Regions from separate parts of the Hordeum vulgare genome. Here region 2 is linked to region 1. The links are chromatin contacts, called in public Hi-C maps. All regions are on one chromosome and are shown on one strand. Each heading gives the region's core, a stretch centred on a gene start, on an enhancer-like site or on the middle of the called end of the contact. The rest is flanking DNA. Distances are from core to core; before and after follow the strand shown.

Region 1 (2,623 bases), core at 57-2,556:
ACCGGAGGTACGTGGCGCACGCTGCAGTGGCGACGGCCCACACTTCACCGCGCCCGAAACGCCTGATCAGACGCCCCATCTCAGCAACGGCCGCCTTGGCCCCCTCCGACGACGGCGCGGCAGGGCCTTCCACCATCCACTTCAGGTCCCCGAGGTCAAGAATTACCCCGCCGTGCTCACCAACGAGCCTCTCGACTACGGCGCCCAGCTTCCCGATCCTCTCCGCCATCGCCACCTTGTCGCCAGCAAGCTTGGCGAGTTCCGCCTCCAGATGCAGGATCTTGGCTGCAGCGAGGGAAGGGGAGCTGGCCGTTGGGATTCTTCGAATTGCCTCCTTCAGCACCATGTCTGGTCCGGAGTCTCCAATGATAACCGGGTTGCGGCGCGCTGGCTTGAGCATGACGTCAAGAACCTTGCGCGCATCATCCCCGCAGCCGGCTCCAGCGGCCGCTGCCGCCAGCCGAGGGTTGATATATGCGTTGGTGGTGCCAGCGCGCAAAAGAGAGGAAGGGGATGGGGAGAAGGGGGTTGGTGTCGGCACAGGACTACACGCTGCGGTGGAAGACGAAGGGGAGGGTGAGGTGAGAGACTGTTCGATGGTGTTCTTCACGGTAGCAGATGAGAAGGACGCCTCGCGCATGACGCGGCTGACCGAAGGGTCGTCGAGGATGGAGAGCACGAGCTGCTCGAGCTCCACCTTAACGGCGAGGAGCGGCTGCTGTGCCGTCTCAGGGCAGCCCCGCCGTTGTTGGGCCTGCGCGCGCTTGAGAGCCGCAACGAGCGCGTTGGAAACGGGAGGAGCAGCGGCCCCGCCTCCAAGCGCGGCCCCCGCAAAGGCAGGCAACCTGTCGAGCGCGACAGAGAAACAGAGCTCAAGAGCGCGGCAGTGGAGGGGGTGCGCTCCGGCGCCACCAGAGGCGGCGGCAGCGCCTCCCGCGGCCACGGCCCGCGCGCAGGCCTGGCGCAGCACGCTAGCCGGCGCCGCGAGCAGCGCAGCGGCGACGTGGAGCGGCGTGGTGGTCACGTGCCTCCGTCGAGCTGCCTCGTCCATGGCTTGCGCCAGCGCCGCCGCCGCCTCTGGCGTGAGAGTCTGCTGGATGGTGCTGAGATCCGCCCTCATCGTCGTCGCCGCCGCTGCGGCCTTCCACTCATCAATCGATCAAAGAACACGCGAATTCTTCTGTGTTCTTCACCTAGGTTCCTCGTCGCCGTCTTGGGGTAGTGCGGCACGCCGAAGAGCCGGGAGCGCGGAAAAGGGGGCGTCTCGGAGGGGTGGGGGATGGTGGGGGGAGGCGGAAGTAACGAGACCACTACGAGGAAAAGGGGAAGAGAGAGAGAGAGAGGCGAATAGAATCTTCGTCTCCAATTTCGCTTCGTCTCTGCATTTTACACTAGTAGACTAGTAAACTGACAATATTTATTTTTTGCGGGTAGTAAATGGTCAACGTTACCCGGAAACATGACATATTCTATTGCTTCTCTGTTTTCTTGGCGCGGGTAGAAGGTGCCATGGTATCCATCCAGACCCATCCGCACGCGTACTTTCGGACGTCTCAACCTGTAGCCCGCATGTCCGGTGGCTGGACCGGTCGCCCGCACGACCTGATTTACCATCGCGCTGCCTCCACTTCCGGGCTTCCCATCCACCAACCCGCAAGCAAGAATTTCTCTTCCCCATCTTTCGATCCACTCAGCCGTCTCCCACCTCCCGATCTACCTCGTGCATCTTGGTTGCCATGGCAACAATGCTAGAACAAATCTAGCGGCTGCTGGACCAAGAACACGTATGCAACCCATGTGCGATCTGGTCATTTTAGTCTGTCCTTCCCTGAAAATGAACTCGTAAACGGCCATCATGCGTCCGAATTTGCCATGGCAACCGGAACCCTAGAGCAGCAATGGACAGTTGCCGAAAAGTAGATCCATGCCAGAGTAGTTACGCACCATGTGCCATAGATTGGCATGTGGAGTTGGAATTTTCGAGGTTGTAATCAGACTGAACTCTTAGCAAGGAAAAAAATTACCATCCAACTTTGCTGGTACTTGCCGCCTTGCTACGGATTTAGTTGCAATAGTTGTGTATGGAGGAGCAGGGCATAGCTGAATAACTTCTCGGGGGAGATGGAATGAAAAGTAGTTGCCATCCAACTTTGTTGGCAGTTGCCGTCAATTTCCATGGTAGTTGACAGGCAGATTGAACAACAACCATGCACATGCATGCATTGCCAAAAAAAATAGATGGGTGACTATAAATGTTGCAGTTACCATGCCATGCTAGGGGTCTATGCCAATAATGCAATAATCTTGCCATTTTGCTTATGGATTAGGCTACTGCATACTCATTCATGTCGTGATTGATTGTTGTGCAGGTATTGAAAAACAGGGAGGGGACCAAAATGTACCCTGGAGATGGAACTAATTCTTGGTTTTCAGGGCAGCCACAAGCGCCCCCTTGGGATGCACTGGAGTATGGCGAACTAATATCAGCAGGCCCGCTACTACCACTGATGCAACAATATGCAAACATAGGTAGGGATGTGTGAAAAATGTAAACAAGTTCTACTTGGATTGTTTGTTGGAATGAAAGAATGGCAATCCGTTTTACATTTTTTATTGACATGTT
Region 2 (2,623 bases), core at 39-2,538, 780 kb before region 1:
ATATATTCGTCCTTTGTGACATTATTTAACAATACTTTTCACTTACTATTTTTCAACATTTAACGGATCATGTCGATTGCACTCATATTTAGAACTCCACTATCAGCAAACTTACCAACTACACAGCCTGGTTTTCATCCAAACAAGAAAACACAACATAGACAGTTTGATGACATATTCACATCACTGGTAAATAATGACATTTGATCGAGTGCAGCAGTGGAAGAAGAAGTTGTGTGTCCAAGAGCTCATAAATAATTATTACCTGCTTGAGGATAGGGGTAGCACACTTTTCTCTTAGAGCAAAAGCATCAGAGTAGGTTATGCAGGGCACTGGTTTCAGTTCAGCATACTGCATATACAATTCAAGAATCAACACATTCCTCGACAAATAAATCAATAAACAGTCCAACCTAAACTCACAAGAACCTTAACCATGGCCAATCATCTCAAAACATATATTCAACTATAAATCCATAAGACGTATAACTTAAAAGACCAATAACTGACAGAAGCACTGATATTAATCGAAGAGAGTTCTTGCCTTTAAGGCCATGCCTATGATTGTGAGAGGAAATCCGTAGGTTAGCATCAGAGCAGACCACTCCGAACCAGGGAGAAGATTGAAATACGCCCCAAATCCATACCTGGGATGCAAAAAACACATGAGCCACTGATAGAAGAACATCCTGGATCTCTCTGATTTGCACAATAGGATCTGCAACATTTGAACTTACGACAAGAGGGAGCCACCTATCCCTAGTCCAATCACGCCAAAAGACACCTGCAGATGGTGGGGTATTCAGCGCCAAACGCGCGCCAAATTCTAAGAACACAGAGCTACCGCTTGCTTGTTGCTCCTGGCTCTCGAGAACCAAGAAAATGACCGAGCCACTCACCTTGGCGAGGGTGAACTCATCGTCGGGGATGACGGCCTTGTTGTCGGCTGCTCCGGACGATGACGCGGGTGCGGCGGGAGGGGAAGAATCCGCAGCTCGGACCAGCGCACCGATGCGACTCGTATGGCATGGCATAAGGAAAGCATTTCTCGCCAGGCGGCGGGAGGAGGATGGCGCCGGGAGCGCAGCAAGAGCCCGGAGTGAGTTTGCAGTGCACTGCAGAGACATGTCTCTCTCCCTCCGCCGCACGTCGCGGCACAGCCACTAGCGTGTAAATCAATCTTGACAATTTATCCTTGGGAAGTGAGTGTTTGTTCCCAGGGAATTTCAGTGGCACGGAGAGATAAGGAGGAGATGGGGCTGCGGTTTTGGCGCGTGGATGGGGGGAATTGGGAGAGGGCGAGAGAGTGGACCACGAACCCATCTAGGTCAGCCACAGCCTATCGGGAGAAATGGATGGCACTTATCATATCGCACCGCTTATATACTTTTTACCCTAAACGGGTCTGCATCCATATCAGCCCGCGCCGGTCCGTAAAACAGATTTTGCGTGAACTGCAAACGTGTTTTGTGGGCCGACGGGATGGGGGACTGCTAGAGTTGCTCTTAGACCATGCACACTCCGTATATCGTCGATTCATAAAAGTCGTTTAAAGCATCTCCAACATCCGTCTAAAAAATGTTTCACGTGCTAAATTATTCGTTTTTTGGATGCCGGACAGCTTTAACAAAAGCTGTAAAATTGTGCACGTGCTGAAAAGTTTTAAGCACACGCTGCAAAACGCTATCGTGCGCACTATATTTGAGACGCCGGCGCGCGCACGGTATAATCTGGACCACTGCAGGTGGGGCTGCTGGATTGGGCGCCGCGCTAGCGCGCGTTTGTTGCAGATGCTTCGGTCCCCACGCATTAAAAGTGATACAATGACGCGCTAAAAAATTTATTGAGCGCCAAATTTTTGTGCGGCTGTTGGAGATGCTTTTATAGTTTGCAAAAAAAACGCTTTTGTGGGCTGGCGCGAGCGGCATCCTAGCAGACCGTGCAAAACGGACCAGAATATTTTTTTATGGATCCGTTTTGCGCGATCTATTCGGCCATCATCCACCATCGATCCGTAAATCGGTTATTTGCATTTCAATTTGGAGCATGAAACACATTTATTTGCTTCCTTATTTCCTTCAAAGGCATTGATACATAATAATTCACCAAATCTTTGTTAAAATAGCAAAAGAAAGAAAACAAGACTCACAATTAGGCATTTTAGAAGATATCCAACTTCCATAACTACTCCCACTAGTTGGATCAATATCTTCTTCATGCATTCATTGTTGCTCTATGGATTCTTGATCTTATATTCTTCATTCTTCGGCTTTGATTCCAAAGAATTAGACGTTGCTTCTCCTCTAATTTCTTTTCTAATTGCACATGCAGCCGCATCATTAGACTTAATTATACTAAAGAGTGCACGAACATCTATTAAGTTTCTTCCTATCAATAAATCGATGTATTCTTCTTCCCAATAACAAAATGAGCATACACCTTCCTACACACATGAACACCTCAATAAGCTACCGAAATTTAACCAAATTGAACCAAATAAGTCGAACAGAAAGAAGGACATACCCCGTCGTTATTGCATTTGAAGAATACCCATCCGAGGTGTTGTCGTGTGCTAGATGTGAATCGCAGCACTGTCTCTGTGCACTCGTCGCACTGTACGAGG

Evidence for each region. A called contact is a pair of places that touch in the nucleus more often than the background predicts.
Region 2: a contact with region 1 is called in a Hi-C map of seedling, with 3 times the contacts expected there. The contact joins the promoter of LOC123407002 here to the promoter of LOC123409852 in region 1. A contact is called at or near these places in 4 of 6 Hi-C or Micro-C datasets (leaf and seedling).

Annotation. Positions count from the first base shown.
Region 1 is chr7H:345,794,736-345,797,358 of MorexV3_pseudomolecules_assembly, reverse strand. LOC123409852 (protein SMAX1-like) reads right to left here and starts at 1,306. Exons shown (of 3, transcript XM_045102721.1): 1 at 1-1,306. The coding sequence starts at 1,120.
Region 2 is chr7H:346,578,883-346,581,505 of MorexV3_pseudomolecules_assembly, reverse strand. It overlaps LOC123407002, which reads right to left and starts at 1,288. Exons shown (of 9, transcript XM_045100028.1): 1 at 900-1,288; 2 at 738-784; 3 at 545-647; 4 at 266-352. The coding sequence starts at 1,127.